2 separate regions of the Mus musculus genome follow, and region 2 is linked to region 1. A link is a contact called in public Hi-C data. All regions are on one chromosome and are shown on one strand. Each heading gives the region's core, a stretch centred on a gene start, on an enhancer-like site or on the middle of the called end of the contact. The rest is flanking DNA. Distances are from core to core; before and after follow the strand shown. Region 1 overlaps Ehbp1 (EH domain binding protein 1). Region 2 holds the start of Ehbp1 (EH domain binding protein 1).

The links. Hi-C and Micro-C count contacts between places; a contact is called where the count stands out from the background.
Region 2: a Hi-C map of uterus shows a contact between it and region 1. The contact joins the promoter of Ehbp1 here to the enhancer-like site in region 1. A contact is called at or near these places in 17 of 484 Hi-C or Micro-C datasets (8-cell embryo, the HL-1 cell line, cerebellum and 9 more), 2 of 115 datasets of contacts at active chromatin or transcription factors (embryonic fibroblasts and embryonic stem cells) and 2 of 9 other capture datasets (adipose tissue and pancreatic islet).

What each region holds. Positions count from the first base shown.
Region 1 is chr11:22,245,234-22,252,020 of GRCm38.p6, reverse strand. It overlaps Ehbp1 (EH domain binding protein 1), which reads left to right. Exons shown (of 25, transcript NM_153078.4): 3 at 3,994-4,051. Among named protein-coding and RNA genes, the nearest start is that of Ehbp1, 38 kb to the left of the region's middle. Within about 2 kb of position 4,755, at least 32 of the 459 cell types and tissues checked have an H3K27ac peak or open chromatin away from gene starts, as enhancers often do. A contact at or near this core is called in the HL-1 cell line, adipose tissue, embryonic fibroblasts and 2 more, where this site is marked.
Region 2 is chr11:22,284,736-22,290,841 of GRCm38.p6, reverse strand. It overlaps Ehbp1 (EH domain binding protein 1), which reads left to right and starts at 4,047. Exons shown (of 25, transcript NM_153078.4): 1 at 4,047-4,160; 2 at 4,968-5,354. The coding sequence starts at 5,251.

The sequences.
Region 1 (6,787 bases), core at 3,506-6,005:
CTAGGAAAAAGAAAGTGCAATCAAACAGCAGTGCAGGGCATCATGACTGGTGGGGAGACCCTCTTGTCACAGTCGATGGTGGTTTAAGCCATGAACTGTGGTGATTGTGTACCATGGTCCTTGTTATCCGGTGGGTCTTTGCTGTCACTATTGGAATCACCTGTGGAATTTAAAAAATGCTGTACACTAGACCCATGAAATCAGGTTCTCCAAGGCTGAAAGGTAAGCATAAGTATTTTTTAAAAGATTTTCCTGGAGGTTTTAATGTGTAGCCAAGGTAAACATCCTTGGGAAATTCACATAAGCTTCAGAGAAGGCACATTATATTGCTGCTGGTTTTGGTTGGTCTCACCCATTATAATTAACCATTTGGATATTATTGGATGCAACTTGGGTTCATTCTTTTCAGTAATGAATGTTCATTGGGCCTTATCCTTGTACTAGATTACAACATTAGTTGCTAGTGACAAATATAAAGTTAATCAGCTAGTGTGGTCTGGTAGGGGAGATAGAAATAATGATATTATATCACATACAAAGTATGTAAATAGAGGCATGGCTTGGGTATTTACTGGCAACATTGTAGGGACATTAACTCTGTCTGAAGTTTGGTGTGTATGTGTGTGTGTGCTGACATTGTGTGTGAGAGTGAAGGTGCTAAGGTAAAATAAGAAATGGTTAAAAATCCACAAAGAAGGCCACAAAATAAGAGTGTATCAGGTAGAAAATGGGAGATAGAGGCAGGGCTTCCCCCATGACATCTGAAGATATTAAGAAGGTGTGGCTGGAGAGAAGATGCTTATGAGGTGTACATAGTTATGCTAAGAAACTAAATTAGACTTCAATGGCAGGCTGCTTTATCAATTGAAAACTGATTATTATTTTGCATGACGAGAGGCCAAAGGGACAGTTATGTATATAGGGTCTCAGTGTGCCAACTGCAGCTGCTCAGGGGAGATGGAGCAGAGGACAGGGGGAGGAGGGGAAGAGGAGGGAGAGAAGGGGAAAGAGGAAGGGAGGGAGGAGGGAGGGAGGGAAGGGAAAAGGGAAGGGAAGGGAAGGGAAGGGAAGGGAAGGGAAGGGAAGGGAAGGGAAGGGAAGGGAAGGGAAGGGAAGGGAAGGGAAGGGACGGGGGAAGGAGGATAGGAGGGGAGAGAGGAACTATAAAAGTTTAAACTTTTATTTACCTGATGTAATTATCTCAGAGGCTCACTGCCTTTGTCTGCTCAGCTAGGCCTAGTCCTGGAAGCTTCTAGCCTTCATAAAATCTAATGTAGTCTGGAATGTTTTCAGCCTCTGAGACTTGCTGCTAAATAAGCTTATTCTTTCTAGCTCTTTCTGATTTCTGGATGGCTGGTTCAGCTCAGCTGTTCTTCTCCAAGCTGACAGAATCAATCTGGCTTCTCTCTCAGCCTCTAACTTTTTGTTCTGCTTGGTCTCAAACTAACTCTGGCAATCTGTTCTAATCTTTTGGCTCTTTCTTATTCTCTGACTCCTTCTGTCCTTATCTGTGTCTAGCTTGTTCTCTCTCTGCAACTTGTCTCTGTCCAACTGCCCCTTTCTTTGTGCTGCTCTCTCTGAAGTAGCTTCTTTCCTCTCTCTTCTCCTGAGAGAAAGATCCTATTCTGTCAAATCTTTCTCTGATTCATCACTTTGTCTGTCACTCAATTAGACATCACTTTCAAACAGCGGTGCTTCCTTCTACAAACTAACTTTACCTTCATTGTCTGGGATTAAAGGTGTGTCTAAGGACATTTCTGTTTTCAAGCCAGAGGGATTAAAGGTGTGTGGTAAAGGCATTTCTGTACTCTAGCCAGAGTGATTCAAGGTGCTAAGGCTGAGCCACACTACAACTAAAAACAGGTTTTTTCATTAAATAGCATAATCTCAGGGTTCACAATGGGATCACATATCTTGCAGCAGGAGACAGAGGAAGGGAGAGTGGAGGGAGAGGAGGGCGTTTTGCTTTGTTTTCAATGTCAGGTTATTGTTGTCTGTTGGTGCTGGGACTCAGATTAATGATCTTTGATAGAAATTGTCATCCCCATTACCTGGTCACTGTTCCCAGTGTCTCACTCTGGGAACATTTCATAATTGAACTACCATCAGACTCATCATATATTTGAATAAGTCTTTATGCAAACAATTCATCATTTCACCTTTGTGTGTGTGCGCGTGTGTGTGTGTGTATTACGTTCAGGTTCTGTCCTACAGAAAAAACACCCACTAGCATTTATCTTATTTTGCTTCTTCAGATCTTTCCTCTTTACATTATAAATACATTATCTTTGTGTATGTGTAAACATTTACACATTATTACGTGTGTGTGTGTGTGTGTGTGTGTGTGTATTTCTGTGTGGGTTTGGATACTGAGCACAGGTAGTCAGGCTTGGCAGCAGCTGTCCTCTCCTGCTGGTCCTAGATGGATCTTCAGTGATGGTTTGGCTGGGCATAAGCTCTAGGGGAGCAGCTGCCTTCCTCCTGCACTTGCAGATCTGAACTTCATTGTCTCTGGGATTGTTGTTGCTAATGAGACGTTTAATTACTTCTGCCATTTTAATGACTTGTTTGTCAGTGACTTTGTTTTCTCTCTTTATTCTATGATCTTTCTATATTTCTGCCCCTCTGCAGTTTAGTTGTAATGTATGTAGTTGCAGGTTTATTTGTGCTTTGAGGCATAAGTACATAATTTTCATTTCTAGTAATGAGAATTTACCAGGTCTTCACACATGCTAGACAAATGCTCTAGTCTCTTTTCACTTTTCCTTTTGAGCTGGAGTTTCGCTGGTCAGGGCTGGGTTGATCTTCTGATCCTGTATCGCAGTCACGGGAGCACCTAGCATTGTAGGCTTGTGTCACCAAGCCTGGTGTGGGAAGCATTTTTAACTATGTTTTTTAAAAAAATGAAACTGTAAGTAAGATAGCTGATAATCATATTCTACTTGTTTTCCAGGAACTTGAAGGGAAACCTTGTTTAAGTAGCTAAAGATGTCTTATTTTATTTGACTTTCCATTAGTAGACAATAAGGAAGAGGGTTCTGTGGTCTCGGAGGGTCTCAGTTACAGGCTGGGCTCTGTCAAGAGTTTTGCTCAGTTATTTATCTTTGGCAGTTTTTTGTTTTTTTGTTTTTTGTTTTTTGTTGTTTTGTTTTTTGGTTTTTTGTTTTTTTAAATAAGATTGTAAGATACAGGTAGTATTTTGTACTGTGCAGATTTTTTAGCACAGAATTGCTTTGTGAGGGTAATTAGGTGGTTATGAAAACATTTGAACTATCCACTGTACGCATTGTTTAGAAGATGCAAAGTTGTGTCACCCATGATGCCTGTAGAATGTTTCTTTCTCGAAGTTGAAAGGGATAATGTGTGAGAAGTGAGGCACTGTAGGAGGGCTCAGATATGGGCTAACTATTGCATTTCATTTGGTTAGCCTCTCGAATTGATTTGGTATTACTTTTAAAGAAAAGTTTCTAGAGGAAATACTAGTTACTTCAATGAGATCATATCTGAATTTAGCATCTACTGTACTTAGGAATAGAACTGGAGCTTAACTGCTTTGTGGAATCTAAAGTAGTAAACACTTTTGTCCTTTTTTGTGTGTCTGCGTGAGGGGTGTACATGAGGGTCTTATGCACATGTGCTCGCTCACCTGCATGCTCGAGTGGGAAGCAGAGGCCAGTTTTTGGGGTCTTTATCTTAGTTTTTACACAGGCTTCTCATGGAACCTGCACTCATCATTTTGACTAGGCTGGCTGGTAGCTCCTGGAATCCTCCTGTCTCTGCCCTTACCTGGAGTTCCAGGACACACTGCCACATCCAGGTTTTAATCTCAGTGCTAGGGATGGAGATCGGGTTCCTGTGCTTGTGTGGAAAACTTTTCACTTGTGGAGTCACCCCAGGCCACTTTTGTCCTTTAAAGGTACTAGAACTAAACTTTAATAATCTTGTTTAAGATGAATTATACTTAATTTCTTTCTTTGTTTTTTAATTTGATAGGCAACCAGATAAACTGGTGGTTGTTTGGACAAGAAGAAGCCGAAGGAAGTCTTCCAAGGTTAGTCTCCTCTGAACAGTCACCACTTAAAAATTTGTCGAGGAAGAGCTCAGTGTTCTTAACGAGTGGCCAACTTTCTGAGTTCATGCTGGATTGCAGGGGAGGAGGAGTGGACTTTTTTGAAGATTTTGATTTGTTTTTCTTTGTACTGATAGTATCATACATGGAGACTAGAATAGAATTTTAAACATCTTGTTCTGTAGATAATTTTATTTTCGTAAGCATACAGCTGTATGCATATTTATTAGAGGTTAGTTTGTTTTCCTATAGATAGACTGCTATTAAGAAAAGTTTGTTAGATGATAATTGAAATTTTAAAAACTTACTAAAAGTACCCTTTCAAGGTGGTTTTGTTTGTTTTTGAGACAGGGCTCATTTTGTATTTTAGGCTGACTTAGAATTTGTGATCTTCCCTTTTGTGCCTCCGAAGGGCTGGGATTACAAGTGTGTGCCATTATATCTGGCCTCCAGTTTTATTTTTATTAAGCTAAAACTTAAGGGTGCAAAATTCATCAAACCTTAGTTATTCAAGACACCATGACCATGGCAACTCTATGAAAGAAAGCATTTAAATTGGGGCTTGCTTGTAGTTTCAGAAGTTTAGTCCATTATCATCATGGCTGGGAGCCTGCTGGCAAGGACATAGTGCTGGAGGAAGAGAGGAGAGACACTGAGCTGGGCTTGGCCCTTTGAAACCTCAGAGCACCCCTGCCCTGCATTGATGCACTTCTTCCAACAAGGCCAGGCTTCCCAGTCCCACCCTGAGCTGCTCCCTGGTGACTAAGCACTCAGATATGTAAGCCTATAGGCCATTCTTATTCAAGCCACCACAGTTTACATACATAATAAATATGATGTATATATTCTGATACTTGCATAAATAGTACTCCTGTCAAAGTATAGATTGCTATCAGCATAACATTTTTGTGTCTTTTCCAGGCAATTTCCAGCCCTCAGAGGCCATCACTATTTTGATTTTTCTGTCAATAAAGACTAATTTACCTATTTTTGAATTTCATGCAAAAATATTACAGTAGTATATTTGTATAGCACTGTATATTTGTATAATAGTGTTCTATATAATTTTACATAGTAAAACTGTTTTATGTGTGGTCTTCTTTGCCTAGCATCATGTTTTTGCAATGTGTTCATGCTTTGTTTTCATTTGTAGTTTATTGCTTTATTGCTGAATAGTATTCCATTCTGTGAATATACTACAAGTTAGTTAATTACTCAGTCCCCTGAGTATATAGTCTTTTTTTTTTTTTTTTTTTTTTTTTACTTCTGTCAGTGTTAACTGCTAGAATCCTTGTTTAAGTAGGTAGAGAGTGATAGGGAAGATACCTGGCCGCAGCCTTTAGCCTCCTTACATGTATGCCCATACAACTTTGCATAGTATTGTTTCCCAACACACCCACTAGAGTATGTGTGCACACTCAACACACATACATATACATGCACACATACCAGAAATTGCCAAACACCCCTGCCAGCAATATAGGGGCCAGCAATATAGGAATTGAAGCTGATTCACATCATGAACAGTATTTTTTCAAGACACATATCTGTAGTTTGGGGGCATTATAATGTGAATACTGTCTTATTCACATGTGAGGAGGAGTTCTAAGAATGGACACAGTACTTCTCATTGCATCTACAGCTTTTGTGGAGTTGGCCAGAATAAAGTTGTCCTTTAAGTGTAATAGAGGGATGTGACTATATCAGTAGTCTTTAGAGTGGACACTGTAAGCACTTTATTTCATTTGACACTTAGCTAGCAATTATTCTATAAGAGTTATGGAATACAATAAATATAATAAAATACTTTAGGTTGTAGGTCACTTCAGAATATACTCATCTTTGATAGTAAATAAACTTTGTTTATTTAATGGCATATGACAATTGAAAGAATTTTTATGAAAGATTCTTTCTTATATGGTACCAGATCCTGTTTGAGTCTAGGTAATAAAATATAAACTTGAGGCTACAGATTAATTTTCTTAGAAGGTAGTGTATTCTAGAAGAAATTACTTTTTATTCTATTTATTTCTTAGTTTTAATGTTCTTTGAGATCTTCCTTTATACAGTCAGCTCTCTGTATTTAGGAGTTACCCAGTCTGGTCTTTGTGAAACCTGTCTCAAAGGAAAAAAAAAAAAAAGGAAAAAAAAAAAAGCACCAGTCTTGAACATATCTAAAACTTTCCTCATTATTCCCTAAACAGTATAGTAGAATAAGAAGTACTTACACAGCCCCCATGTTATAGTATGTGGGTATTTTAAATGTCTAGAGATGATTTAAAATGCAGGGGAACAAGTGCACAGGTCATATAGAAACAGTACACCATTTATACAAATCTTAAGCATCTGTGGGTTTTGTGTACAAGGACAATCCTGGAATCCTGACCCTCAGAGGTTACTGTACTTTAGAATTTATGTTTTTTTTTTCTTGGAACATTGGAGGTGGATAACAGTTTATGAGAACTGATATGTTAAGCTTATAACAGCATATATATGTGTGTGTGTGTATAGATAGAGTGTACATTTATGGAAATGTTTTATAAATTATGTATAATAGCTAAATAAGGAAATTTAAAACTGACACTCAGATAAGTCATTATACTGACTGTTAAATTAGGTAGTACATAATAAGGCACATTTGCCTTTTTAATTTAAAGCTTAATTCCCAGTTAATTGCTCATTTTCTGTTGGTACATGCATATTTTATAGCTAACTATT
Region 2 (6,106 bases), core at 2,798-5,297, 40 kb before region 1:
TTTAGAAAAACTGTAAAAACCGTTGGTTAAAATTTCAATAGCATTAGAGTTTGCCATGGTGGGTTTTTTAGGTTATAAAAATTGTTTCAGGCTAGTTGGGATTATGTGGTTTTTTTTTTTTTTTTGCTTGTTATGGCTTTACAACAATTCCATTATGAGTTATAAACTGCAGTAATATTTTTGTGTACAGCATAACTGCTATGGTAACTGGCAAAAGTGCAAACACCTGCAGTGTTGTTATCTGGAGTAAAATTTGTTCTTAGGCACAAATTCCAGCAGTAGTTAAATCCTGCACTAATACTGCTGACAATTTCTACTGTGAAAATAATAAAACCCAAAGAATTTTGTTACCAGGAAAGTTAACAATAATGCAAGCCTTTAGCTGCATATCCTAACTGTAAACTTTATTTTGGGCTTTTCTGATGTGGAAATAATTTGTGTCCTTTTCTAAATTTATATATCAAAGAAGGTATAAGATTTGTGTATGGTATTTCCCACCTATTATATTTTATGCTTGATATACTTATAGGCAAAATTTAATTTTTAAGAAAGTATAGACTCTTCTGTTCAGTAAAACTGAAATTTTGCAACCAGAAACCAAAGGTCTATTATATGTAAATTAAGCCTGGGACAGACTTGATACTAAGTCAAGTCATGTATTAACAGTGGACTAGAATAGGGAAAGCAGAAACATGGCAGGAATCCTGCAAGGAGGAAGCGTCAGCAGGATGCACACAAAGCTTCAGGAAAAAGTAACTTGTAGCTTGTCAGATGATTCCAGTTAATGTGGCATGCAGGGTGGCCATGAAGATTGAAGGCAAGTAGATACTAAGTAATTATCATAAAGTCTCAAATCCACCCAAATTTTTGGTATGCATTTGTGTTACTGCTAGAGGAATGATGGTGAGCAAGCGGACTGTCTGGGAGCCCTTAGCTCTAATGATGGCAAGCAGACTGTCTGCCAGCCCTTCAGGTAGAGACGTGTCATGCCAAGTAGTTGTTTGCTCAGGTATTCTTGAAAACGTTTTGCTTTTTTCTTGTTTAAGTTTGCTGCTAAACATAACATATACTACTATCACTTGTCTGCTTACTGTATGATGGACACTTCATGGTCGTATTGTCTGTCCTCTCTACATCTCAGAAAGCTGGGTATGTTTCCTGGTTTTACAGACTAGGAAATTCGATCTCAGAAAGGTTATAGTAATTTCTCTTGCATGCACACTTAAGATCTGTTTCTGAAAATTCTTTGAGACTAGAAACTTATTTTAATGTACTATTAATAGCATTTAATATGGTCAACATTTAGTTGGTATTTAATTATAGGCTAAGCAGACCAAACAATTTCAGAATAGTCTATATTTAAAGTTCCCCAATCAATTTAGTTGCTAGACAGGTTATTTTTAAAAGTATTGTGGAGAGAAGCTGCTGCTCTGTGCAGCTCTTAGCAGCCAGCCCATGCACTTGAGCTCAGCAGCAGAACAATGTCAAGGTCTACAGTTAATGTCTTCCCTTGTTCTGTGGACAATTTAACTCTTTCCATAGCTACCTTGGTAGCTAGAAAGAAAAGTGAGATAACAGTCAAGAAAAAATATTAGACTGGGTATAGGGGCACATGCCTCTATTCCCAGCACTCAGGAAACAGGCAGCCAGATCTTTGTAAATTAGAGGCCACCCCAGTCTACATAGAGTTCCAGGACAGCTGGGCTACATAGAAAGACCCTGTCTCAAAATCAACAACAACAACACAAAACAAAGGCTACTGGACTCTTATTTTCTACAACTTGAGGGAGGAGTCTTATAGATTTAGTTTCCCTTCCTCCCTCTCTTCTCCCTCCCTCTCTCCCTCCCTCTCACTTCCCTTTCATTTCCATTGATCTTTAGATAGTTTCTATACAATAAAGTACCCTCTTTAAGCAAGGGAAACCAAAGTGACCATATTAGAACATTTGAGAGCTTATGATAATAGTAAGTAGAGTAGAAGCCACCTGATTATCAGGTGAGTTTTTAAATTTAGACGAAGATAGTTTATGACCACTTCTATAAATTATCCATTGAAAAGGTTTATACACACAGTACCTATTAACAAAGCAGAATGTATTACTGAGGTCACAATGGCATAATGACATCTGAGAAATCACACTCATACTCACTTTATATAGTGTATATAAAATAAAAATACATTATTTTGGTTGTCTTACATTCTAGAATTAAGACTATAGCAAAACAAGTGCTATCTATGCCATTTCCTATAAAATGTACTTTTGAATATAGCATTATTAAATCACTTTCTTTTCCTGAAAGTGAAAATGGGATTTAATACTGGGTTCAAGACTGTCTTTCTGACTCTCCTGGGTGTATTCCATCTGATTCTTGCTTCCTATACGCTGATCTCACACCCTCCTCCTTCCCCTCCTACAAAGAATCCTCCCCAGAACACCAACAACTTTAAAGTCAGTTTAACAAATTTGCCTCCAACTTTAATAAGATTAGGAATTAGTCCGAAAACAATTTGCATTTTGCCTTTTTCATGCTTGCTTCCATCTTCTTTCCAAACTCTTTGCTCATTCCTTGTGGAGGAATTGCTGAGTTTTGCTTTTTTGACTCTCGGCTCCCCTCTCTCCCCTTCCCCTTCCTTTCCCTGCCCTCTTCTGACTCCCCCTTTCTCTCATACCCCCTTTCTTAGGTACATCCCTAGCTTCCTTAATTTGACTTTACTGTTTAGTCCCGAAAAGTTGTAATTTTATTCTTCATTCTTTCTCTACACCTTAGATGTCTGTGAAACATCTAAGGCTGAAAGCAAATTTTTGTTTTTTGGATAGGATGGATATTTTCTGCCCCTTGAGAAGTCTATAGCTTTCACAGCCTCAAAAGGGATCTTGTGCTATATACTTGTGATGTCAAGGGTGTACACCTAACATCTCAGCGATCTCAGTAACCTGGATGTTGAAGCAGGAAAACCATGCTAACCTCTGGAAATACAGTTTCAGGCCATGTCAGCTGCCTCTTAATAGACGTAAACAACATTGCTCTCAAACTATTAAGTTATTTCGTCCTCTCCCTTGCCTTTAACCACCCTTTCCACATAGTCAACCACTCCCTAATCCACCCACAGCTCATACCAGAGGATAATGAGACCGCAAAGGAACACGAGAATGCAAGATTCAAAGAAATGCTGAGAATGAGGACAAGAAGAGACTGTACTGTAAACATTTATGTCCAGTTTAGCCCTCCTTGAACCTGGGGCAGGCTCCTGGCAAGGTCAGGGAAAAACTCGGAAAGAACTGAGTGAAATAAAGGCTGTGTGTGCAAAACCGCTGGCTGCTAGTGGCGCAGGAGAGGAGCAGCCAGTTCGTGGGTGGGGATGGGAGAGAATAGGAGAGAAACCACAGCACCTCAGTGTCTCTGGCAGCCGCTGGAATCAGACTCTGCTCAGTTCATACACCAGGAGCCAGAAACCCTGCCCAGCAGCCACGGCGCCTTTGACGGACAGCCACCTTCTGCAATGGCTTTCCAGTTCACTATAAACATTCTTAGTCCTCCCGCCTCCCGCTGCCCTCAACCATTCCAGGGAATGGGCGGGATCGTCCTTCGTGATTTACACTTTTTTTTTTTTAAAGAAGAAGAGGGTAGACCGGGCGGGTTCCACCTAAGGGAAAAAAAAAAACTGGGGGGGTGGATCCCCTATGACCGGCATGAAGATCTACCAATGGAGTGCCTCGCTCGTCCTAAGGCCCGCCCGCCGAGGAGGCGGGGCTCCCGCAGACTCGGCCAATGGCGGCGAGGCGGACGGAGGTTGAGCCGCCGTGGGTAGGGTTAGTGTGAGAGGTGCGGCGGGGGAGGTAATGATGGTGGTGGCGGCCGAGGGAGGCGGGGGAGGGGGATCTGGGCGCTGAACCGCGGCTCTGGCAGGGCTCGCTCGGGCGGGCGGGCCGGAGGGGGACGGTCGCTGGGCGCTCTGCCGGGGAGGGGGCGCTGCTCCGGGAGGGGGCGGGCGTCGTCCGCCCGGGAAGCTGCAGACCCCGGCTCCCGCAAACGAGCACCGCGCCGGGCTTCGCTGTTCCACGCGGCTCCAGCAGGGATGGAGGACTCGGTGGCGGTAGCTGCTTCTGAGGCGGCGGCGACCGAGGAGCGGCTCTAAGGAGGGGACAGCGGGATTAGAGGTGTGAGGAGGGCTTGGAGTGGACGAGCGGAGGGGCCGGGGTTCGGGGACCGAGGCTGGGGTCTAACAGCAAGGCTTGGGTGACAGGGACCGCAGCTGGCAACGCCTGTCTCTGCGGAGAGACAGGGGTCTGCACTCGGTGCGTGAGGAGGCGAGGCTCAGGCCGGCTGCCCCTGATGGGGGAGGGAGGCACCGCACCTCGCACTGTCCATTGGCCTGGCTGGTCATCGCTTCAAGCCCAGGCAGGAGTTTCCATTCCCCTCCTCCTGGCAGCCAAGGTGAAGGGGAAGCAAAGTGGCCTGGAGCTGGGACCTTGCCCTCTCTCTGCCGTGAGATTTCCCTCCACTGCTAGTTCTCCATCCATTTCCCTCTCCTACAGAACCAGCATTTCTCCCTGCACCCTGGTTGTGCTAAGTACATATTCAGTAGCTCGAGGCTATTCATTATCAGCTGAAAAATAAAGTTTATTTAAAAAATAACTCCTAACTGGTGGTAGATATATCAAACAGCATCCTGACTTTCCCGCCCTGTTCTTCCTTCTGCTATGCTAGGTAGGGAAGGCAGGGCCCGACTGGCATCTCTCAATTGTTGGTTCTGACAACCTGGTGTATTGCCGCCTGTCTTCGGTGTGATTTGTCATTTCTTCCTTAGTATCTTCCATCCTTGATGTTACTGGCTTTTGAGGCCGGGGTTTTGTTTCATTGTTTGAAAACCACGCAGATAGCAGAGGTTGTTTCGGTCTTATCTAACACTTCTCATGCGTCTGTCCTCATATTCTTTCTCTTTCTGTCTGTGTTTTGCTTTTCAGTTCTCCAGAACCCACGTCATATAGTCCCTGAAGTGGAATGATGATGTCTCCATGAGGGAACCTCCTCTCAGTCATCCTGTCCTGTACATCAGCTGTTCTTGACTGGGCCATTGATCTAAGATAGGATTTACCCTGTGAGACAGGGAGAAGACTTATGGACGCCAAGCATCATTTCAAGTTCTAGTTTTTGTTGAAAGTACTGACATACATGCAAGGCTCGTGTGCTTTATCAAAGCTGCTGTGTTGCTAATCCAGAACTGTTCCAGTCTCTTGGCCTATCACCATGGCTTCAGTTTGGAAGCGACTGCAGCGTGTGGGAAAACATGCATCCAAGTTCCAGTTTGTGGCCTCCTACCAGGAGCTGATGGTTGAATGTACAAAGAAATGGTAAGACGTGCTTAGGGGTAGATTAATGTCTTGTTGCCTAACCATCCTGTAGCTTGGACTGTGGGTCTTTTGGTAGCCAGTTTACCTTGCAGTGGTACACAAGTGTGTAGAAGCTGTGGACGGTGCAGATACTCTAACAAGTACTGTGTGTGCACTGTTGTTGCTGGTACTGTCTCTGTGGATTTTAATCACTCCATTTCAGATCGTCTCAGAGGACTACAACTGAGAACACACCTAAGTATAGTAGTTTTGGTCTTATGGTCATTTATCATTGGTGTTAGAATAACTTTATTTTTATAATTTTAAACAGAGAATGGTTATCTTAACATCACATATGTCTCAATATAGAAATTTATATCATATAGAATGGCGGTTTTATTTTGTTGTTTTTTTTTCATTTTACTTAGAGTATTTTTCAGTATTTGAATAATGGAATGCCAGTGCACACAACCTTAGAGATTCTCTTGTGAAGTGCTTAGTCAGGCAACTGTCTTTTCTTTTAATTGCCTAATGGGATACATTTCTTGGCAGGATTTAAGGAAGCAATTAGTGGCAATGGTCTGTCATTTGCCTCTTTCTTTCCATTTGAGGAAAGTAAATTTAGGGTTTTCTCTTACTACTATGAATGATAAGAAACGAGAATCCTTACATAGTGAGGGACAAAAGTTAATCTTAAGCAAATGGTCTTTTGAATTTTAGTTTATTATAGCGATTAAGCACTACCACAAAATAAATCCATTTCATCAAGGACT